Linked DNA regions of Mus musculus: regions 1, 2, 3, 4, 5 and 6 are each linked to region 7. A link is a contact called in public Hi-C, HiChIP or PLAC-seq and promoter capture Hi-C data. All regions are on one chromosome and are shown on one strand. The core of a region is the stretch at or near the end of the contact, and the rest is flanking DNA. Distances in the headings are between cores, read along the strand shown.

Region 1 (3,114 bases), core at 304-2,803, 180 kb before region 7:
TGGCAGCTTACCCTAACTACTTTGTACATTACAATTGTAATAAAAATAGAAAAAATTTCTAGCAGAATTAATTGCCTGTCTCTAGGTTTTCATTTTATCTGTAACTTTACTGTATTTCCTTGGTAAGTATTGAAATGAAAATGTAAACATGCTTAGTTCACACATTTCCAATTTCCTTGAGTGTAATTTTTGAAGAAAAAAATTGATGAAAAGTGATAAGATTTTTCTTGTCCAGAGTTACCTTTAAGAAGGGACATGACAATTTGTAGAGGCTCCACCAGCTGAGGAAAAATTCACTGGGCAAAACATACTAAGAAATAAACAAGAAATTATAGAAATTGGAAAGGAAACCTGAAAAAGTGGAAATGATGTCAATACAATATGCAAGTGTAAGATTATAAAAGTAAAAATATACTTTATTCTGGCAACAGCAAACTGTACACTAGCAGTCAAAACTTGGTTTTAGCCCTTTGTAGGATACAGGATTGTTTCTCTGTGGCAGGGCATAATAACTAAGACGAAACCAGGAAAACGTGGTTGAAGTAGTGCTATCCAAAAAAGATTCTGAACATCACTTTTCTCTTTTTGAAGAAGTACATTCCAATGTATGCTCCAGACCATGCATTGTTTTAACAGTTAATGACTAAAGCCAAAGGAATAGTCTGCTGCTGAATAGTTTGTTATAAAGTTTTCATTGCGTCAGTAAATAATGATGGCTTTTAAACACGCCTATTTACACTAACTTTAAATATAAAAGATCTCCAATATCTTACATCCAACTTACCTATCCACAGACAAAAGACAGTATCAAAAACCCAAACAATCAAACAAACAAAAAACCAAAACAACAAAAGGTTCCACCAGATGTAGTAGAGGAAAACAAAACCTCAAGATAGATTAGTACTCAACTTTTTCCTCCTGTACTCATACTCAGAGTCATTATTAATTGTAGTGGCTAAAAGCCCCAACCTTGGTAGATTGTCTGGGGTCAAAAATTGATTTTCATTTTTTTCCCAGTTGTGACTTCTGTCAAGTTGTACAATGTTTATGCCTCTATTTTTTTTATCTGTAAAATGTAATGATAGACCCTCCCCCCCCCAACTCATAAGTTTGATGATTGTACGCCTTTCACACACAGAATTTTTCATCATGAAATCAGGTTTCACCTGTGTCTGGGATAATTTTTATTTGATTACATTGAATTTAAAGAAATCCTTCCACACTTGTGCATTTGTTTATTCAGGGAGGTGTGCGTAACCCATTATATTTTCTATTCTGGGTATGTACAAATACTTTAGAGAGTGAAAAAGGAGGTCGATGAGAAGAGAAGAGAAGAGAAGAGAAGAGAAGAGAGGAGAGGAGAGGAGAGGAGAGGAGAGGAGAGGAGAGGAGAGGAGAGGAGAGGAGAGGAGAGGAGAGGAGAGGAGAGGAGAGGAAGTCTCATGACTTAAGTTTTCATTGATTTTTTTTTAGACTTCTTCAGTGTATTCACAGACTCCCACACAATATCTACCACCTTCCCCTGTGGGTCCCCAGAGACCCAAAGCCAGAGCATAAAAGCAAGCGCTTTCATTTTGCACTTGTGGAACAGTCAAGCACCACCCCCACCCAACAGCCCAAGACATAAAACAGTTGCTCCTCCTTTCTTCTTTCTTTTTCCATTTTTGCCTTGCTTCCTGTAGATCACTGTGTGTGTGCGCGCGCGTGTGTGTGTGTGTGTGTGTGTGTGTGTGTGTGTGTGTGTGTTTCTTTCTTTTTATTTTTAGATTTGTAACTCCTAGGAGTCTTTCAGGTAATGTCTCATTACATTAAAAAAAATGCAAACCTAAACCCTGCTGCATACATAGAAGGCAGATAAGCCATGCCTGTTAGACACATGGTACAACACCTCACAGCTGCCGCAAGCGAGACCTGTGTTCTTGTTTGAATGTGGTTAAGCTGGGAAACTGAAGTGTGGGTGTCTTTGGAAACAGCCGCTTAAGAGATCTTGAGATGAGACATACAGAAACCAACTCACAAAAGAGTTGTTCTAGCTCTGGCTTTCTTCTTCAATGACAAATGACATGTTTTTGTGTATGTCAAGTGGTCATTCTGACTAAAAGTCAACTTTAAACTCTTCCCCCAACAGACTCATCCCCTTGATTTAATGCTTTTCCCTTAATGAAGTTGTGTGGTTCTAAGGATTCTGTGTGTTAAGCAGATTTTGCTGGCTGCAGCCTGCATCAACACACTTATCTCTAGAAAAACACCATTATCTTTGCACATAAACCTTTAAAAGTAGTCACCACATTTCTTTGGTAGTACAAGGAAACTTCTGATTTGGCCAAAACACAGGAGAGGAAAAACAATAGTCATGTAGTTAAGAACTTCTTTTTGAGTTCTGGTTTAACTAAGCACTAGCACTAACTAAGGTGTTCCCTCAGGCCACCTGCTAGGCTCAGACAGACTGCCAAGGATCTTAATTACAGCTCAGATCACTAGTAGTTGTTTGTACAAATAAGTAGTGTACTGGAAATTTTACTTAATTTCCTTTTTGTATCAATATTTTTCTTTTTATAAAATTTTTATAGCAATAGGCCATACATCTTATGTGGCCATGTGGAAATTTAATGAATTATGATATATTTGGTCCAAAGCAGGATAGTAAGGTTTAAATATTAAATACTACCACCACTGTTATCTTGTTCTTCTTCATAATCATGATCATCATCTTTATCACTATCCAGTGTAGGCAAATAACTTTTATTCTCTATTTTGGAATTATTTCTAAATTGATGAGTATGAGGTTTAAATATTTCAAAAAATTCTGATATACCAGTTTCCAGGGAACATGGTTGCCTCTAGAGTACCATAAGAAATCATGGGTGACAATAAATGCTTATAGGTGATTACAGACTTATGGAAGCTAGCAAGTAAGTGTATGCTCCTTTCATGGGCTGATGTGAACTTTAAAGCAAAATCCACATCATTTATTTCACACCTATATCAGAGTAAATGAGTGTCTGTATTACTAAAATTTCTTCACCAATTGTTTTTTATTGTTTATTTTATTGATTTACATTTCAAATGTTATTTCCCTTCCCAGTTTCCTATCCACAAACTCCCTATCCCCTC
Region 2 (3,136 bases), core at 603-3,102, 250 kb before region 7:
CAATTCAGAGGAGGAAAAATGGTGCCTAAGGAGATCAGGTAGTTTACCTAATGCTACATACCAAGCAAGTGACCAAACGTTCTCTTTGGTAGTTATCAGAGTTTGGGTCTCTTCTTTGAACAAATGGAAAAAAAAATTCCTGCTCCTCCTGCCTTACCGCATTTCAGGACAGAAAATAGCATCTTGTTATCTGATCAGCTGCTTGCATTTAGTAGGTAAGTGTGTGGAAATAGGTATGCATTCAGTGATGCAGGTGGTGTGGGTCAGTGTAGTACAGATCCTAACTAAGTGGTCATAAAGGTGAATCCCAACAGAGGGCAACTGAAAAGAGAAACATACCGGGAAAACTGAGGTTTTCTATGCCAAAACTAAGGATTGCCTGACAAATGTTGAATTATGATAGTCAGACTTAGGTAAAAAGTGAAAGAGCAAAAGATGCCAGTATTTCTAAGTAAACTCTGACATCCTGCTTCTAAGGTCCTGACCCTGTGCAAGGCACAAGCTCCTTACTGTTCCTCTCCATCCACCTTCCCATCTGTGACCTATCAGAGAATATGAACTCTGTCTTTGCAAAGCCCCCACAGTCAAGACAGGAGAGGGCTTTAGAGGCAAAACAATCTCCATGGGAAAAACTCCAAGTTAGAATTTCTTGGACAGAAGGGAAGCAACTCAGCATATTCAAGTCTGTTCAGTTAAGTTGATGAGTAGGTGGGGAATTCTCTAGTAAAACGGTGTTTTGTTTTGTTTTGTTGGGGCTTTGTTTTGTATTGCTCCCTTCATACAACAGACCTCTATTCTGTTTTATGTAGCAAGACTATTTATAAACTCTCTACCACCAACTCTAAATCACCAGCCACCACAGCTTGAATTTCATTAGTTAGGCTCTTTATGTCACCAGTTTAAGAGAGCTGACTGAAGAAACACTTTAACTCTACTAGACGGATATCCATGTAAATCTTCACAATGCTTTGTAAGCCAGTCCGTCAGATAGTTTTCCTATGAGAGCCACACCAGCATCTGGTTATATTGTGTATGCCCTACATCCCTGAACACATAGGTACACACACCCCTGCTTCCCCCTACCCACCCCCCGCTGGTTACACAGCTGGTGGCTGAAGAGAAACAGGCTCTGGGCTGAGACCTTACTCTGGCTATCCCGATCAGGGAGAAAGAAATCTGGGTTATTTCACTGATTCATTAGGAAAGAGCTTTCTACCCTCCCTTCTCTGGATCTTATCATGTCCTGTCTGCAAAATGAGGAGTTAGGGAGACAAAAGCCCCGTCTTCCTCATCTAACATTGCTTTAAGTTGGAAAAATAAAATTATAAAAGAAAACAAAAAGCATGAAAGGAAAAACAATGTTGGACTATGAAACAAGCAACTACAAACTGACTTCTGGGTGTTCTTTAAACGGAAGATAGTCTAAAGGTGTAGAACAGTCAGGGAACTGTGCTTTCTGGCCTGGGTGGGTTGCAGAACTCAGAAACCTTGGGTTGGCTCCAAGTTACAGTCCCTGGCCCCGCGGGGGGCCAGGCCCAAGTTTGGGAAAACAGAGTCAGGGGCTATTGTGGTCCAGACAGAAGCAGAAAGACACGACAGGCAAGCTTCCTTCCTGCCTTGCTCTTATCTGAGGGTGCAGAAGGCAGTAGGAGCATGCCTGGGGTGCAGGTGAGGCATGTCTACCCTAAGCCGGCCATCAGCTCCAGTTCCCCTCTCTTTCCAACTAAGCAGCTACCCACCCCCACTCGGTTGCACTGCAGAGCTCGGGCCCCCTCCCGCTCCTCCCTCAGCACCTCCCTGGCCCCGCCCACCCTCTCCCACCCAGCCTGGGACTGCGTCATAAGTAAGCCCAGACCTGAGCTCGCTGCTGCCTGTGGAAGACTGGGAGAGGAGACACTAAGTGCTGCTCAAGCAAGCGCGATCCTCTCCTCTTTCAACCTGCAGCCCAAGATACTGATTCGAGCCGCGCCTTACCGCGCAGCCCGAAGATTCACCATGGTGAAGATCGCCTTCAACACCCCTACGGCGGTGCAAAAGGAGGAGGCGCGGCAAGATGTAGAGGCGCTCGTCAGTCGCACTGTCCGAGCTCAAATCCTGACTGGCAAGGTAGTTCCCACTGGGCCCACCTCTGTCTTCTGGGGTTTGGGGATGGAGAGAAAAGGGGGAATATGCAGGTGCAGAGAGTAAACTGTTGGCTGCCCTGCAGCGGAGTTCCAGGCAGGCCAATCTGCATTGAGTTGAGTGGGTCACCTTTTACTCTGCTTCAACTTATTCCCTCTGCATCCATGCGATTCTATCGCTTAACACCACCTACCCCAGGGAAGTTGTTGGAAGGAGTTTGAAGAAATTCCTGCATGTCATTTGTTCTGAGAAATGGGTTATGGAATTATCCAGAGAAGCAATTATAGCTACAGGGGCCGAGCAGCCACACGGAGTGAACAAGGGCAAGAGACTTAACTGTTCTTTATTTTTGACATGGGTAAAGTTATATGAATCTCTGTCTTTGTAGGACTGCTTTTGTGGCGGTTGAATGGAGGCAAGGGGCAGCCTGAACTCCAAACTGTATGTTCTGGGGAAAGTGTGTTTCTGCACGCGCATGAGCGCGCGCGCGCGCGCGTGTGTGTCTGTGCACGCGCGCGCGCACACCACCCCCCCACACACACAATTTTAGTTAGTGTTAAGGGTTAGATAATGGAGCTATTAAAACATATATTGGTTTTAATTCTTGATAAATCACGTTTAAAAATAAAATTTGAGATCTTATTGTTTTGGTTGTTATTATTTTTTACTTTTTATTATTTTTTTAGCAATATCCCTCATATAGCCATGTGAAGCATATCCATGTTGCTATTTAAACAATTCATTTTCCAGGCACTGGAGAAGTTCTCTCTTCCTAGGTTGTTCATCTAGACAAATTTATATTTCCTTTTAATGCCAACCATGTTTGTAGTGTCGATAAACTCTTTTTCCTCAGTTAAATCTTAGTTTGAAAAAGTGATAATATTTTCTTCTACTTCTGTGGAATCTGCAGTACTGGAGCTCGATCTGCCTTAACTTGTCCTGGTGTCTTTAGAGAGTTTTCTCTTCTAGGTTCAGACTGGATATTTGAAAAGTGCTTTGAGTGACATCTGAATGC
Region 3 (3,073 bases), core at 257-2,756, 210 kb after region 7:
TCAGAAGAGCTAGCTTAATATTTCTAATCTCTCTCTCTCTCTCTCTCTCTCTCTCTCTCTCTCTCTCTCGGCACAACTCTAACTGGCCTCCGATTAGTCTTCATCTTCTAAGAGTCTACCATTTCAACACTGCCACTCTGAAGATCAGACTTCAACCAGATAGACTCTTGGGGCATAAAGTATAGCAAGGGTTACTCTATTCTATTGTTGATTTCCACTTTGACAGTGCATACAACATTTCATATAATATTTTGGCTTTCTAGAAAGGAACAAAAAGTTTCCTACTTATAGTATAGGAAATCAATCCTCACACCTTGTTTTCCTAAAAAAAAAAAAAAGTATTTCTTACAATCATTTATGGCTGATATAGCATTTCTACTTACAACAAACTCTTTCAAATATTGTTGACAATCCATTAAAAATTACTTCTCAAAGACATATTGTACACATACTTCTCATACACATAGTCTACATAATTATAAATTATGATGTGTAAGTCTAGGAATACAATGTATATTAAACACTCACATATGCACACATACGTGGGCAGCAATTTTCATGATGACTGTCAAAAACATGCTTGAACACTACATAATTTGGAGCACAGAAAGCCTTAAATTTGATTGTTAAATTGGGGTTTGAACTTTTTTAAAGTCAACAAAAACAAGTATGTTAACCAATTCTGATGCTTTTGTACTCTATAATTTCATTTTAAGAAGTATTAATTTAATTTCTTTATAATTTACCATCTGGTAATTCAGTGAAGATGGCTATTTTTTTATTAGCCTTAATTGCTGAGCCCTGTTCTTCAACTCAGTCAAAGAGTTTTGTAGTCATGCTTTTTAACCACTCACTGTAGCTCAACCCCAGCTTGCAGCTTAGCAGACACATGCCATTTGTCACAGAGGTCTGGGAAAGGCAGAGTAAGCAGTTCATAGAAATCCATCTCAGTTTGAGAACAGCTAATCCCCAGGCATGCTCGGCTTTAGGGGGAGGTGTGTCAGGCACTCCCCATAACAAAACTTAAACATGAAGCCAGAAATGGCCCAGAACAAACTGAACCTGTGCAAAATATACCTGCAAGTGTTTTGGCTCAACAAGAACTAGCGAATTATCAGTGGTGCCAAAAGTCTTCATGACAAATCAGATAACACTACTGATCTCTGAATCTTCATGTTTCTCTTCTTGAAACTAATCTGGATACAAACTGGAAGACTGGTCAGAAAAATAGGTCGTTTCCAGTTAGTACTAAAGAGATAAGCACCTTTAGTCAAGAGACAGCTGGAGAGAGAAGAGAGGACTCCAAGAACATGTTCATCTGATTAACCAAAAAACAATTTGTGTGTCCTTCAAGCTCTGGCCAGCTCACAATTCACGTTTGTTCGAAAACAGGCAGCTATACATTTTCCATATAAATTCCAATGAGGCACTGTTCATTTGCATCCCCTCCCTCACTACAAGCCATGCCAGTTCCTCTGAGGTTAGCTGACCAGCAGCTGCGAAGAGACCTTTTCTCCATGAATGTATAATTGGTCATTGATGAATGAACAGGCACTCACTCAGTCTACCTGACCTAGGGGGAAAAAATCCCTGACCATCATTCCAGATGTCCATGTTGGTCAACACAATCTCCATATAATTTATAAGGTATTAAATATCAAAAATAATGGATCTTTTCAGTTAGCATCTTGGCAGATGATGATAGCAGTGCATTTTATTTGAGAAGCCAGCACAGACTTCTCACAGTATAACTGCAAACAGAAAACTGTGAGCATTGGCCCCAGATCCTCCTAGAAAAAGGCTGCCATTATACTCCATTACAGTTGAGGCTATGTATGTGCCTCCTGGATGGCATCCAATTACATGGCACTTTCCCCTCCCTTCTTGCTTGCTTTTACTTTTTTCCCCTTCCTTTTTAGTAAAAACATGTTCTCTGAATGGCTAGACAGTGGTTTATAGTAAAGAAATAGCTTGCAAATCGACTAGAGGAATGTGTGCTAAAAGGAACGAGAGCTTTTCAGAATTACCAGTAACAAGATCCTTCTTTGTAGTCAACTTTATGTGCTATGTGACATGCCATATGGACTGAAGGTTCCAGTCTAATATATAACTCCAAGTGTCAGCAAGTGCCAGGGAGGACAAATTAAATGCAGGGAAACTTCGAAAGGAAAGGTGGAGTTATTTGCTTGGGATCTGAATACAGCTTAAGAGTTTTAAATACACTCAAAACCTGCCCTTCTTTGAGCTCTTCCTTTAACTTTTCATTTGAGAACTGCTGTATTCTGTAGAAAAATACCAAGAAAGATAGATTAGTGAATACAATTTATCTAGGAGCTACAGTTGTCAACTGGAATGTAAAGCAGATACTATTCTCTTCAACATTCATGTTCTTAGGCATAAAGGAGTTGGAAATGATGTTGCAGTCAGAAGAAGAAAAAAAAATAAGAGTCAAGGAATAAATTGAAAGGCAGTAGAGTGTGCATCAAGGCTTCTAACATCACAGTGACCTGACTTCTAGAATTTCTGATTTTATTCCTCTCAAAAGTATGACTTAACCATTGCTTGTATTGGATAATGTACAAAAACCGAAAAACTTGGTTTCCCTCATGGAGCTGACAGTTTATTAGCGAAGTTGCTTAGACAACCAAAGAAAAAGAATCAGAGATGAAAGAAAAGGTATCATGGAGCACTAAGAAGAAAATGAAAATAGTGTTACATTTTACTCAGGGTGTCTGCTATATATTGGGTGACCAAGCAAGCATATCTGAAAAGGTGGCATTTGAACCTGAATGATGAGAGGTAGCCACAAGTAGACCTGGTAGGAAAGTATTCCATACAAAGGGAACAGAAAATACAACAGGACTAAACCAAGAATGAACTTCATTCTAATGACCATCAAGACAATTAGTGAATGTGGGCTTTGAGGTGAAGGCAGTAGCGTAGCAACATACACATTGGACCAAGGGGAAAATTCCAGATCGTTGGGTTCTTCTTTTAATTATGGAGTATACTTCATACCAGTACTAGTTTACAAACTGTAAGACTTTCAGCACATTTCTTAAGTCCAAGTGTC
Region 4 (3,330 bases), core at 789-3,288, 160 kb after region 7:
ATTAAATGAGATAACTTATGTTAACCATAAGATTTAGTACTTGATCTTCATCCATTTGCTCATTCACTCATTCAACAAATCTATCAAAATTACAGAATATGTATATATTACTATAGATGGGTGCCCTACAAAAATCAGTACTCTCGTTCCTACGTTCAAGGTGCTTAGAGTTCTAAGACAGAATCTGATATACAGATAGGTGAAACATAACAAGATATACAAAAAGGATTTTGAGAGCAGACAGAAGTCACTGCCTTCTCACAATAAGAGGAAAACTAAGTTGAAGAGGGTTTCAAGAAAGGTTTCTGGGGAAATTAAGACTGTTCTGAGTTGGCCTTTGTAAGATGATTGATAACCAAAGAAAGATATTAGAGAGCATGTTTTTGCAGCTAGTGTTAAGGAAGGTACTCTAGGAAACTGATATATGAATGTATGGGTGAATACATATAAATGGGTAAATGTGAAGAACTGCTAATAAGAGAGAAAGAGAATCAGGAACCCATAATAGCCAACATTCTTCTCTCCTTCCCTCCATCCCTCTTTTTCTTCCTGTCTGCTTTCTGACAACTTTGTTTCATTAAAACTCCATGCTAGTCCCCCAGCTTCCCTTTGTGCCCCCTTATCAAGATCCTAATAAGATACTTTGTGATTTGAGCTTCCTCAATTACTCCTCAATTCATTCTTTGGTCTCCTTGTCTCATTGTTCCCTTTAACTGTTGTCTAGGCACTTTCACACCTACATATTTTCCTTACACTATTTAGTGTAATTTAATATTTTTGCTCACCATGGAAGGCAAAATCAAGCATTATCATGCTGGTAATTCAAATGAGTAAAACTGCTTTGTATGGGATGCATTAAGGCTTACAGTAAATGTACCTTCCCCTACTTAAATTATAATAAAATCAATTAATGAGGCTTTTAAAAAAGATTTATTTGTTTGTTTGTTTGTTTGTTTGTTTATTTGCGAGTACATTGTCGCTGTCTTTGAATATACCAGAAGAGGGCACCAGATTTCACTACAGATGGTTGTGAGCCACCTTGTGGTTGTTGGAAATTGAACTCAGGACCTGTGGAAGAGCAGTCAGTGCTCTTAATTGCTGAGCCATCTCTCCAGCACCATAGATGCCTTTCTTGAAGAAAGATTAAAAAAAAACTATGAAAGTGTAGTAAGTGATTCACTGCAATGGTACACACATACTCAATATGTGGCAACATTAAATTTTTGTTGAGATTTTCTATATGTTTCATTTTTTTTGAAGATAAATTACAATTGTTGAAAGTTTTTTTTTATTGCACCCACTTAAATATAATTGTCAACTAAATTCTGCATCTAGGTGGTGATGTCAGTATTTTTCTTTTTTTTAATATTTTAATTAGGTATTTTCCTTCTTTACATTTCCAATGCTATCCCAAAAGTCCCCCATACCCTCCCACCCACTCCCCTACCCACCCACTCCCACTTTTTGGCCCTGGCGTTCCCCTGTACTGGGGCATATAAAGTTTGCAAGTCCAATGGGCCTCTCTTTCCAGTGATGGCCAACTAGGCCGTCTTTTGATACATATGCAGCTAGAGTCAAGAGCTCCGGGGTACTGGTTAGTTCATAAGTATTTTTTTTTCAAGTTAAAGTTATGATTTTCTTGATTTTTAGTATGATATATAGTTTATTTAATTAGACATTAATCTATTATTTTAACTAACTTTGAATGTTTGTAAATCCTTTTATCTCTTTTATTTTTAATTTTTATCACTTTTTAATACCTGTCCCCTAATTCAGCTCATAAGATGATTTTGGTAGAAAGGAGATGTTAATGACCAAAAGGAGAAAGAGTGGCTTGCCAGACAATAATCATATTATGACTGAACCCCTCCCAACAATTTCATTGCTTATAGCTAGCTCCTTTGTCTCTAGATTCAGGAATTCAGTCTCTGCTGAATTCTTCCTGCTCAGAGGCGCCCCCCTGTAGCTGGGTCTCCAATTTGCCAGGCGCCTTTGTCATTGTAATTCTCTTTCTATTGGGTAAGAAAGTCTCCAGCATAGCAAAAATTACATATCAAATGGTAGCCCAGCCGAAAGGCAAGGCTTGTAGAGACATTTCTCCTGAGCATGCTAAGGCCTGCCCAAATACCACCCAGATTCTGGCTTGATAAAGGAAAGCACTGGGCCCACTGTGGCTTTTTTTTTTTTTCCGTTCTGTTTCTATGTTGTAAGATAACATTGGGCTAATTCGCTACTAAATAATAGTATTCTAAACTAGTTTTGGTCTTTCTAAACACCTTTTAGAGTCATCTTCTGGTTGTCTTTAGGGAAATTCCTAAGATTTTTAATTCTATTTTGCAAAAATAAGAAGATAATTGGGTTTAAATGATCTGGTCCTAAGAGGAAGTCTCCACAATTATTTTCAATAAATAAATAAATAAATAAATAGAAAAGGTATTTTAAGGAAGTTGGTAGCATAAATAATAATATTTGATTTAAGGACATTTGAATTATCAAAAATTATTATTCCTAAAGTGATGTGCTAAGTGGAATAGTAAAACTTTGGAATAGCAAGTTTGTTTAGCAGATTTCTGACTTCTAAGGGTGGCACACTGGGAAGGAGATGTAACTTCTTTTAGCTTCATTTTCCAAGGTTTAAAATCAGCCCAGTAACATCTTCATATTATGGCCCTATAAGAATGAAATGTCATCATTGTGTGGTATATTTAGAACAATATCTAATCAGTGCTCAATACATGGTAGTTACAAAGTCTTTATACATAAAACAATTCTTCAGAAACCCACTCTTTTCTATGCCAAAGATCAATACCTTTACTACAAAGTAACTCTCCTCGTACTTTCTCAATTAGTGAGAGAAGATGTAAGTTGCTTCTTTCAGAGAGTGCCTAACATCAGTTGACTGGTTGGATCTGGCAAAGACCGTGCAAGCTGTACTGTACACATCTGTGCAAGTGCTTAATTTTTTTTTCTCCTTTGTCTGTTAAAAGCTGGCCTCCCTGCTTCAGAGTGCAGCAGATGTTTCTTTATTTAAACTATATTCACTGAGAGGAAGGAAAGAGAAGCAGACACACATAAGGAGGAAAGAGGTCTGGGTCATAGCACCACATTTATTCAGGGGCCACCATGCCAGGAAAATTGTGCACAGCAATTGTAATTTGTTTTTTCCGTTTCATTTGATTTTTTTTTTCAAACAGGAATTTCTTGTTTCCTTAGATACTAATTAAATCTCAGTTACTGAGAACCATCCAATGGAGTTTCAGTGCTGTGCTATTCAGTCAAATGCTGTATTTATTTAGCTCTTTAGCAGGAAATTTAGCTTTCAATGCAATG
Region 5 (3,215 bases), core at 501-3,000, 250 kb after region 7:
TTCTTTTTCTTTCTTTCTTTCTTTTTTTATTTTAGTTTATTTTTTGGTTTTTTGAGACAGGGTTTCTCTGTGTAGCCCTGGCTGTCCTGGAAGTCACTCTGTAGACCAGGCTGGCCTCGAACTCAGAAATCTGCCTGCCTCTGCCTCCCAAGTGCTGGGATCAAAGGCGTGCGGCATCACTGCCTGGCTTTAAGCTATGTTTTTAAAAGACACATTTATCTGGGCATGGATATGAATATGCCTTTAATTCCCAACACTTGGGAGGGAGAGGCAGGCATATCACTGTGAGTTTGAGGCCAACTTGGTCTATATAGTTCTAAGATAGCTAGGACTCCATAGAGAAACCCTTTCTCAATCAAAACAAAACAAAATAGAAAAGAATCTTTTAAATGAATGGGGTGAATCTTATCACTCAAGGAGAACAGATAGAATAGAATGAGGCAGGAAACTGAAAGCAGTTTTCTGAGAGATTGCCATGAAAGAGGAAGGCAGGATAATAGGAGCAGTAGAAAGGAGTCAGATCTAAAGAAATATCCCTGATTCAACCTGAAGGATCCAATTTGCTTCTACACTGAAAACACATTGATGCAATAATAATGTATTTTCATAACCATAAATCCACAAAAGCAAAGAGAACAAGAGAAGTGACCACTGAGTTTGAAATACTGGAGAGCAGGGATCTTCTTGGTGACTAATGTCACAGCTGCAAGCACTGAGCATGATTGTTTATGGAAAACAAAGCTAGATGGGGGGAAATGTAAGGGGATTACTGATTTTTATGACTCTGTGGAAAGCCTAATCAAAATCAGGAAGCCAACTGCTGAAATAGGTTGAGAAGTAAGTTGATGGTAAATTATTATCAATGTCTTACACTAATCATTGCTTCAATAAATCCGGATACAAAAAGAAATGGGGCAAATAAAGATTTGGGTGTAAAGAGAAGAAATAAAAAAATGGTGTTTGTTCCAAAATCTTTGATACTGTAACAAATTTCTTATCTGTGAGAACACACAGATACAATACAGGGGAGGAAATGGTAAAAGATGAATGGTTATCAGGACATTAGCTGAGAAGATGGGAGAGGGCTGTCACCTTATGGAAGTTTTAAAAGAACTAGAAATGTAGGTCATCTGCTTAAAGTGAAGAAGCCAAAAGTGGGGCTCTGAGAAAAGAAATGAAGGTTTGGAACAGCTGCTGTGGGAAACACTAGCAGGAGCCAGATATGGATGAGAAAAGGATTAAGGATAAGAGTTGAGGGTCCAGCTGAGGTTGAAAAGCATGTATTTGTAGTGGAGCCAATGAGCATGGATATGCAATTTTCCCCAGATAGGTCTTCAGCAGCCTGGGAACAAGAACAGGCAAAGTGGACCACAAAACTGAGCCAGGACTGGGCAGGGATTGCCAAAGCTGTGATATGGAAGGTGAAGGAGTCAAAAGAATGGAAAATGCTTATGAGTGTCATTGAAATGGAGTCCAGAATAGGGAGGAAGGGAGAAGACAGGATGTGGCTGCTGGCCTAAGAGATTAAGTAAGGAAGAAAGGAATGGAGCTCCAAAGAAAAACAATTTGATTGATCACAAGGCCATTTCTTGGTGTTTCGGATATAAAATTCAGGTGACTATTGCCTCTGCAACCAAACCCTGAACATTTTTGGCTACATACCTGCCAGTTTTCCACACAAGTACAGCGTTCATAAGGCTTAAATGACTGGTTTCTACTCTGAGTTAGTTCCCTGCAGTGCTCTTTAGTCCAGTTTTGCCATTGTTTTTAAGGTATTTCTTGCAACTAATCTTGGCCAATTCAGCCTGGGTGGGGGAAGGGGCTGAGGCACAATGAGGGGAAGTATGTATTTAATAATTTCCTTTTGTGTATGGCTCTGGGTCTGGCTCTGCCTCAAAGACCCTTTACTCTAAGGAACACAAAGAACATTTGGAAGCTATCAAGTTGCTGAGGGTCCCAAAGTGCAGCCTGCCCTGAAAAGAAATCTCAGTTAATCTCCTTTCCAGCCCTCCTCTAGAGGGCAGCTGCTTCCCTCCTCAGTTTGGAAGCCCACAGCTTCTTGTCCACATAGCTGTTCACCATGTGTAGGCTGTGATTTTACAACAGTAGAGAGGGGCCGGTAGGGTAGAAATATTTATTCACGGAACAGAGAACACAGAAAACTTAAGGTCTGCCAATCTCCAACCCATAGAGGCTCCCTTCAGACCTCTGAATCATATCAGCAAAGAGAATCTTGTATTGATACCCACAAACATTTGCATTCATAATAATTGCTCTGTCTTCCATAAAGAACATATACAATGTCTTTGATCCCCTAGTTATGAATAAATTTCCCATACCTACTGATTCTAGTTCCTTGTTATTAAGTGGTTTAAAATTATAAATGTTTCTGTTGGCGTGGGAGTGTTTCCAATGATTTTAAGTTTCCTAACTTTAGTTTATGGCAGCATAAAGTATAATAGCTACATCTTCTGTTTTCAGGGACAAAACCTTATACTACAGAAGCTGGAGTGTAATTATGGTTTGTCACATTTGTCCTGATCTTCTTCACTGTTGGAAAACAAGAATTTACCAGGACTCTGTTAACAAGAACTTACCAGGACTCAGCAAACAATGGACTTCTTAAACAAGAATTTGTCAGGACTTCTCAAACAGATTATCTGTGCTAATGTTTCTTATTTATTAAATGGTGACCCTCCTCTCTTATACACATATATTGATATTCTATCATTTCTCATTATAAAACTCTGCTCTGATTTTATGCTCCAAAGCATAAATGTTCTGAATGTCTCTCTCTCCATTTTAGCCCCAAATTTTGTAATTTGATCATATTTATCTAATTAAAAAGTAAGACCAAGACAAGGATTTCAAAGGGAACAAACATTAGAGTTCTGTGAAACAGCTGTTCAAGAAAGAAGCACTTTGACTACGACTCTTGCACTTTTTGCTGGGGGGATACAAAGAGCTAATTTTGATATTAATATGTGAGTTTTTTAAAAAGAGAAATGTGTTGAGGGAAATATTTTAAGAGACCATAGCTATCATAGAATATAGGTTGTCTGAGCATTTTAAAGAATCTATGACTAAAATGTCAGAAGCATGACTGTAAGTTTACATAAAAGAGGTACTATGTCCAGTTTTACCCATTTACACCAAACCATAGCAATCTTATTTAAGACGAAGACCTTTGACTCTCTTGGTGGTAAAATTAAACT
Region 6 (3,184 bases), core at 375-2,874, 140 kb after region 7:
GCGCTCTGTTCTCCATGGCTACCAGATTCTTTTTCAGATGTTGATCTTTCTTTATCTAGCAAGTTAGGTATTTCTAAGACCATTTTGTGAGTTAAACATTGCTTTATTGCCCTCAATCAATCAAATTGTATCCACAGTATCTATTGGAGTATGTGCTGTGGGGAATGGAGTCATGTGTTCTATGTTTGATGTTTTGCTAATATTGCCAGTGTGCTGGCAAGGGATGTGAATTTACTGTGATAGTAAGTATAGTAAGTAAACAAGGAAAATTCCAAAATTCTCTGGATGTTGTTGTTGTTGTTTTTGTTTGGTATCCATTTGTTTCTTTGTTTTTGGCACACACTGGAGTAAGTCACTGAACTTTTCTGGGTTCCACTTCTCAATACCCCAAAACATAACCAGTAAAATAAAAGCAAAATTTAAAGCCCTTATTACCTCACAAGTTCCAGTAAATTAATGTGGAAAGAGGAGAGGATTGGAGGTCACCCAGCTCCAGGTTAAGATCTTCATTCTGACCTTCTCTAGTTGACCAGCCTTGGGAAAAATCATTAATCTTAGCCTCAGCTTTCTAGTGTACAATGTGCTTTGCAGTGCGGTCATGGTATACCTTATTTCGTTGAGCTTAGGATTTTGAAGCACTCAAGTGCAAAGTTCCTTTCACTATACTTAAATTATTTCTTCATAAGTGTGTGTGTATCTTCCTTGAGTAAAACTAAGGAAGCAACAAGAGCTGAAATCCATACCCAACTGAAAACAAGAGTTATTTTCTGTGATCCCTATCTTCAATGTATATGCATGGTAAGTCTCCAGTATGAGTTCTATTACAGGCCTGGAAACAAAGTGAGTAGATTTGAAACAAAGAAAACTGCAAGTAATCCTAAACCTTTAGAGCTGAAACAAGATGGAGCTAGCATTTGTATGTGAATTCAGATGAGAGAACCAAGCCTCAGTGTACTTAAGTGATGTTCCTAAAGCTAAGTAGGTAGTAAATGGCAGATACACAATTCATATGTTTGAACTTTAATCCACATGACTTGTGCTGGGGATTACTTTCCTCCAGTTTTCCATATTTCATGGCACCCTCTCTATGGCATTTCTCACCTTGGTCATAGTACTCTCTAGAGGTGCACACGATTGTTCTGATGACCTCATTCTTCTCTGTTTGCTTCTTCCCTCTTTATTTGCTTTGCTTTGGAGAAGTCTCTGCTAAGAAACCTTGCTGCCTGGGATATCCTTACTAATGAATCCACTTTAGCGATAAAGAGTAGTTCAGTCAAGCCATTACTTATTTTTCAAAGGTAAAAAAAAAAATAAACCCTCTTCACAATGAGGAACTTTGATGACCTCAGCTAGCCACACTGACCACACCTGAAAATCACTGGTTTGTATCACACTGTCACTGATGATGCAGTTGTACCCACAGTGTGCTAGACTTCCCCTGTTAGGCAACCAAATGTATCCTCACAGTACAGAGGATGAAGGTTTCATTCCTCATTCTCGTTTAACTATTTTACATAAAAATATAAAAAAAAAAGGAGTCTCAAGCATCTGGCAGACCTATCCAAAATGCCTGGGAACGTTATGTTTTGTGTTCAAAACTAGAAACAAAACCCAGATGGCTTTCACTACAAACAGTTCTCTCATCTTCACTTCTCCAGGCCTTAATTAGGCTCATGGTTGTCAGAGGTACTACCTCCAACTGACAAAGCAGAGGCGTTTGGATAATTTCTCTGGCTGGTCTTTTGCTGACTGTTCTTGTAATGTGCTTGATGGTTGATGTTAGACAGAGAGTCACCTCTACAAGTCATGGTGACCTCTACTGATTATGATTATGCTACCTTCATCTTCTCAAAAATTCTGTTTCCTATAAGTCAGTTAAGCTCTTTTCCTGCTTTTGAGAATGAGCAGTTAAGTGCACAGACAATCATGTTGAGGCTTGCCTTGAAACTTATATTGGTGGAATGACTTGAGGGCAGACAGGGGTGGCTGTTAATATATAGACTATAGCCAGGAAACAAATTGACTCATGTGGTAAATAGCCCTTTTGACCTTGCACTCATTAACTCCATACTTTAAATTCTGACCCTCAAGAGCCAGAACTCCTTCAAAAGTAGTGAAGAAACTTCTAATCTCTAAAAAAATGCAGCAGATTATCCCTATAATTTGTATACATTTTGTCACCATGGATAACTGATACACAATTATGCCAGGCCAAGCCAGAATCTATTGCTGATCCATCTCACTAGAATCCTGGAATGCTAAATTGGAAAGGAGTTCGAAGAATTATCTTGTTCAACCCCCTCATTTTATAGTTGAGAAATTAAGGCCACAAAAAGGAAGTAGTTTGTCCAAATTATACATCTAGTTAGTGGCAGAATCAGGAAAAGGCTCATGTCCTTTAGTTTATACTTTCATATATCAACTATATTGCATTTCAGGACAATGTCCCTTTGTGTGAAGAGGACAGAGAATACTTTAGAAATATATATTATGGCCCTAGAGGAGAAAAGGTATTACAGAGAACAGTGAGGATTTTGGGGTAGACAGACTGCCTCAAGCAACCTGCGGAATTCATATTTCATTGTTCTGTAACTCATGTATAGGGAATTTCATAACACTTAGAGGACAAAAGTTCTGGGCTAACTTCAAGTTTAGGATTGTTTTATAAGAAGAGGAGAAGAGAAGGCCATTAAAAATAGAATGTCACCAATGTTATAACTTTCTCGAGAAGTGGCCAATCTGTAAGCATCATTGCATGTGGCTCTTTCTCTCAGATGCCATCAAACAATAATGGCAGTCCCAGTGAGAATTTTTAAAAACTCCATTTGCCCTGCAGTTAGAGACTGATGAATATAAATTATGTAAGACTATCTATTGTACCTTCACTCCCAATAAATTAAGACAGGTTCAAATAGTAAAAGAAATTTTATTTCATAATTATTTCCTATCTGAAATAATCTGTGTTCCCTCTTAATATAACACTAATTAGTCACCCAATGTTATCACTGTTCTCTATGGCTTGTTGTCAAGTGTTATTATAATGGAAAACCTAGAAACTGAATGGCAGAAAAGGAGAAATGTGCATAGCCCTAGTATAAGTACCCTGGAGGATAATGGTTTTGTCAATTGTGTTCAGAGCTTTGTCACCTAATTCCCCATGTGGAACATAGCAAATGTTCAATCA
Region 7 (3,305 bases), core at 158-2,657:
AAAATGCTTCCCATGTTCTCAAATTAAAAATACATCCAAAGAAATGTTCATCGTAAGCTGAGAATCAGCCCCATTGAGACTCGACAGCTGTGCTAAGTTCTAGGGCTTGATGAAAATCCTTTTGTGCTATTTGAAGCCATCACATCCCACCGGAAAATGCATGCATGGAAAATGTCCCAATCTGAGAAAACATGTCAAGTCTCATCTTATGAAAAGATTAAGGCACTTAGATGCATTTACTACTTGAATGCTGCTTTAATTTGGTTGACACAAACCATGGGTTTAAAATTGTAAGTTTATTTTCTCCCGTTGGCTCACACTAACAAAAATGCATTTAATGAACCACAATCTCAATTTTAACACAGAATTGTTAGAAGCAATGTTTACTACAAGTCTGAACCCCTGGTTTTTGTCAGTGGCATGCTAAATTGTAGAGAAAGGAGCTTTCTATCTAGACAGCCACATTTCCTCTCAGAAAGCATGCAGCAGTTTCAGCGAACATTTTAACCACTTAAACTTATAAATAGATATTACCTCACTGAAGTCTCCATTCTTCATAACAATATATCCCCCCAAAGGTAAGATATTAGCAGACTCAGAATTAAGTTTTCAGTGGAAGCAGCAGAAAATCACACTGTCGTTTTCAATTCACAGAGGCTTTTTAGTTCTATTTTTGAATGTATGAAGAGAAAGCCAAGAACCTTACCCTTTCTACCCAGATATCCTGTAGTGAACTGCAGGCTTTTACAGCTAGAAGAGGAAGTAACGTAGTTTATTCAGCAAAACAGGAAAAAAAAACAAAATCGTTTACCTCTAATGGGAGGTAGAACTGTCTGTCAGCATCACTCAGTTGTTTGGGAAAGCCTTTGCCTCAGAGGATATTGTGGGCAAAGTAAATTCAAATTTTGGCTTTGATAAATTCAGAGTTTCCATGATTTGTACACTTCTTCAATCAGGAACAGAGTATCTGACTTTAATTTGCCACGTATTACAGTCGTTGTCTCAGTCTATTCTGAACATTTAAATTGTGGGCTATGCAAAAAGCCAGTTTAACTGTTAGAATTTTATTTACCATTGAAAAATCAATTCTTATGTTTATAAAATCCTAATTGCGTTTTTACAGAAAGCAGTAAGTATCAATTTTATATTGATTCCCCATTTTTTCCCATCATATTTAATTCCTTACCATGGCTTCTTTCTGCTGCAATCTTCCGGCATCTACTTCTTAGAGAAATCCATTCCCAGGACTCAGAAGGCTACTATCTAGCTAACTACACCACAGTTTCCTAAACTTATAAAAGATACTGTGCTTCTAGATATCATTACATCCCATGACTACAATGGCTAATGTTTCCATCTAAAGACATAAACGGTCATGTGCCTTTGCTATGGTACTTCGAAAGAGAATGTGTCAAGAATGCACTGAGCTTCCTGCTATGCACACGCCCAACTTATTCTATCATCATCTTTCTTCTTCCTTTTTTCCCCCCCTTTCTATGAGCATGCAGGCATATGTCTGAGTCACATATGATTTTCAGGCTGGCTATATGAGGTCAATATTTCCAAATTAGCTACATTTTGCCATATTGTCTGTTTTAGGAATTAAGCAATGGTAATAATAAAAACTTCTTTGGGAGTTAGGACAAATCTTATTGGTCACCCAAATGGAAGAATTTGAAATCACCAAAAAGGTGGTGATTAGTAAGGTCACATAAAAGAGATGACCTAATGTGTGATTTGTGGTCTTCTTTGAGGTTAAGAATTGTGTCTTCATATACTTAAACAATAGTAACACATTAAGTTCTTAAAATTATATTGTAAAGATATTATTAGGGTAGCTTTAAGCATATCTGGAGAAGAAGTGAAATGCCTGAAAAGCATTACAGTTTCTCAGAATGGATTGGTAAGGATCTCAAATACAACCTTTTAGGATTTTGTAATCTTATAGCCCCACTAAAATGGTTAGGTAGTAGTCACTTGCAGACTTTCATTTAAAAACATGAAGTAAAACAAAAGCAAAGCTTTGGAACTGAAAGTTCCTCCTTAGTGACCTTTGTTTTACTCTTTTAAAGTTTCAGTAACTAAGACACTATGAGGATCCCTGGAAATGTATTTTATTCTGTACCTTTCCCTTTTCATATAGCAGTTTCTATTTTCTTATATTATATCAGGAAAAGCAAATGAGGATGATGTTGCTATGAGGCATGAAGCCTCAAAAGGAAAAAAGAAGTAATTACCCTAAAAAGTAAAGCAAGCAAAGCCAGAATTAGTACCTGGATATCTTAGATTCTTTCCTATTGCTGTGATAAAATACCCACAAAAGCAACTTATGGGAGAAAGTTTTTGATCGGTTTTGTTTTGTCCTCACTCATAGTTTAATGTGCAATGCTCTAAGGCAAGGGAACCAAAGGGGCATAAGTTAGAAGTGACTGGTTATATTATATCCAAAATCAGCAATGGATGTGTGCCTTCCTCTGCACCTTTTCACCGTAATAAGCAAATTAGACTATTATCCTTTCATTCAAATGCACTCAGGGACTCAGAAGATAGGTAGCATGAGGCTAGATTTCTGACCAAATTACCACTCAAATTACCAGTACTTGAGAGATAAGAGTCCTTGTTCCCTGCCCCCCTTGAAACCTGATGAACCAGGCGACTGCTGGCTACATCTCTTAACAGGTTTTTTTTTTTTTCTTTCAAACTCCAATTGGAGGGACTCATTAGAGATTCTACCTCATACCAGTTAGAATAGCTAAGATTAAAACTCAGATGACAGCAGATGCTGGCGAGGATGTGGAGAAAGAGGAACACTCCTCCATTGTTGGTGGGATTGCAAGCTGGTATAACCACTCTGGAAATCACTCTGGCAGTTCCTCAGAAAATTGGACATAGTACTACCTGAAGACCCAGCTATACCACTCCTAGGCATATACCCAGAAGATGCTCCAATATGTAATAAGGACACGTGCTCCACTACATTCATAGCAGCCTTATTTATAATTTCCAGAACTAGAAAGGACCAACATGTCCCTCAACAGAGGAATGGATACAAAAAAAATGTGGTACATTTACACAATGGAGTACTACTCAACTATTAAAAACAATGAGTTCATGAAATTTTCAGGCAAATGGATGGAACTTGAAAATGCCATCCTGAGGGAAGTAACCCAGTCACAAAAGAACACACATGGTATGGTTTCACTGATAAGTTGATATTAGCCCCAAAGCTCAGAATACCCAAGATACAATTCACAGACCACATGAAGCTCAAGAAGAAGGAAGACCAAAGTTTAGGTGCTTCAGTC

The links. Promoter capture Hi-C pulls out the DNA fragments that hold promoters and counts their contacts. Hi-C and Micro-C count contacts between places; a contact is called where the count stands out from the background. HiChIP or PLAC-seq counts read pairs in DNA pulled down with a chosen protein or histone mark.
Region 1: a Hi-C map of Th1 cells shows a contact between it and region 7, with 3 times the contacts expected there. The contact joins the enhancer-like site here to the promoter of P2ry10b in region 7. A contact is called at or near these places in 4 of 484 Hi-C or Micro-C datasets (B cells, CD4 T cells, Th1 cells and 1 more) and 5 of 115 datasets of contacts at active chromatin or transcription factors (the 230-238 cell line, CD8 T cells, large pre-B cells and 2 more).
Region 2: a contact with region 7 is called in a promoter capture Hi-C map of pre-B cells. The contact joins the promoter of Itm2a here to the promoter of P2ry10b in region 7. A contact is called at or near these places in 6 of 39 promoter capture datasets (the HPC-7 cell line, HPC-7-derived erythroid cells, maxillary cranial neural crest and 3 more), 2 of 484 Hi-C or Micro-C datasets (Th1 cells and myocytes) and 4 of 115 datasets of contacts at active chromatin or transcription factors (embryonic limb bud, embryonic stem cells, large pre-B cells and 1 more).
Region 3: a contact with region 7 is called in a promoter capture Hi-C map of frontonasal cranial neural crest, with 2.1 times the contacts expected there. The contact joins the enhancer-like site here to the promoter of P2ry10b in region 7. A contact is called at or near these places in 5 of 39 promoter capture datasets (the C10 cell line, HPC-7-derived erythroid cells, frontonasal cranial neural crest and 1 more), 3 of 484 Hi-C or Micro-C datasets (the C2C12 cell line, embryonic fibroblasts and multipotent progenitors), 1 of 115 datasets of contacts at active chromatin or transcription factors (large pre-B cells) and 2 of 9 other capture datasets (adipose tissue and liver).
Region 4: a Hi-C map of double positive thymocytes shows a contact between it and region 7, with 2.6 times the contacts expected there. The contact joins the enhancer-like site here to the promoter of P2ry10b in region 7. A contact is called at or near these places in 4 of 39 promoter capture datasets (the 3T3-L1 cell line, the C10 cell line, hippocampal neurons and 1 more), 2 of 15 datasets of contacts at CTCF or cohesin (large pre-B cells and pro-B cells), 11 of 484 Hi-C or Micro-C datasets (B cells, CD4 T cells, CD8 T cells and 6 more), 4 of 115 datasets of contacts at active chromatin or transcription factors (the 230-238 cell line, acute myeloid leukemia, cardiomyocytes and 1 more) and 2 of 9 other capture datasets (adipose tissue and liver).
Region 5: a promoter capture Hi-C map of second pharyngeal arch cranial neural crest shows a contact between it and region 7, with 4 times the contacts expected there. The contact joins the enhancer-like site here to the promoter of P2ry10b in region 7. A contact is called at or near these places in 9 of 39 promoter capture datasets (the 3T3-L1 cell line, 3T3-L1-derived adipocytes, the C10 cell line and 5 more), 1 of 15 datasets of contacts at CTCF or cohesin (pro-B cells), 1 of 115 datasets of contacts at active chromatin or transcription factors (large pre-B cells) and 2 of 9 other capture datasets (adipose tissue and liver).
Region 6: an H3K27ac HiChIP or PLAC-seq map of bone marrow-derived dendritic cells shows a contact between it and region 7, with 3 times the contacts expected there. The contact joins the enhancer-like site here to the promoter of P2ry10b in region 7. A contact is called at or near these places in 6 of 39 promoter capture datasets (the 3T3-L1 cell line, the C10 cell line, embryonic stem cells and 1 more), 2 of 15 datasets of contacts at CTCF or cohesin (large pre-B cells and pro-B cells), 8 of 484 Hi-C or Micro-C datasets (embryonic fibroblasts, embryonic stem cells, muscle stem cells and 1 more), 5 of 115 datasets of contacts at active chromatin or transcription factors (the 230-238 cell line, acute myeloid leukemia, bone marrow-derived dendritic cells and 2 more) and 3 of 9 other capture datasets (adipose tissue, liver and pancreatic islet).

What each region holds. Positions count from the first base shown.
Region 1 is chrX:107,324,705-107,327,818 of GRCm38.p6, reverse strand. No RefSeq gene overlaps it. Among named protein-coding and RNA genes, the nearest start is that of Gpr174, 70 kb to the right of the region's middle. Within about 2 kb of position 1,553, at least 63 of the 459 cell types and tissues checked have an H3K27ac peak or open chromatin away from gene starts, as enhancers often do. A contact at or near this core is called in the 230-238 cell line, B cells, CD8 T cells and 3 more, where this site is marked.
Region 2 is chrX:107,402,076-107,405,211 of GRCm38.p6, reverse strand. It overlaps Itm2a (integral membrane protein 2A), which reads left to right and starts at 1,852. Exons shown (of 6, transcript NM_008409.2): 1 at 1,852-2,106. The coding sequence starts at 1,996.
Region 3 is chrX:106,937,949-106,941,021 of GRCm38.p6, reverse strand. No RefSeq gene overlaps it. Among named protein-coding and RNA genes, the nearest start is that of Lpar4, 19 kb to the right of the region's middle. Within about 2 kb of position 1,506, at least 7 of the 459 cell types and tissues checked have an H3K27ac peak or open chromatin away from gene starts, as enhancers often do.
Region 4 is chrX:106,986,654-106,989,983 of GRCm38.p6, reverse strand. No RefSeq gene overlaps it. Among named protein-coding and RNA genes, the nearest start is that of Lpar4, 68 kb to the right of the region's middle. Within about 2 kb of position 2,038, at least 11 of the 459 cell types and tissues checked have an H3K27ac peak or open chromatin away from gene starts, as enhancers often do. A contact at or near this core is called in double positive thymocytes and embryonic stem cells, where this site is marked.
Region 5 is chrX:106,896,751-106,899,965 of GRCm38.p6, reverse strand. No RefSeq gene overlaps it. Among named protein-coding and RNA genes, the nearest start is that of Lpar4, 22 kb to the left of the region's middle. Within about 2 kb of position 1,750, at least 13 of the 459 cell types and tissues checked have an H3K27ac peak or open chromatin away from gene starts, as enhancers often do. A contact at or near this core is called in 3T3-L1-derived adipocytes and second pharyngeal arch cranial neural crest, where this site is marked.
Region 6 is chrX:107,011,026-107,014,209 of GRCm38.p6, reverse strand. No RefSeq gene overlaps it. Among named protein-coding and RNA genes, the nearest start is that of P2ry10, 77 kb to the left of the region's middle. Within about 2 kb of position 1,624, at least 20 of the 459 cell types and tissues checked have an H3K27ac peak or open chromatin away from gene starts, as enhancers often do. A contact at or near this core is called in bone marrow-derived dendritic cells, where this site is marked.
Region 7 is chrX:107,147,029-107,150,333 of GRCm38.p6, reverse strand. P2ry10b (purinergic receptor P2Y, G-protein coupled 10B) reads right to left here and starts at 1,407. Exons shown (of 2, transcript NM_001122596.1): 1 at 1,187-1,407.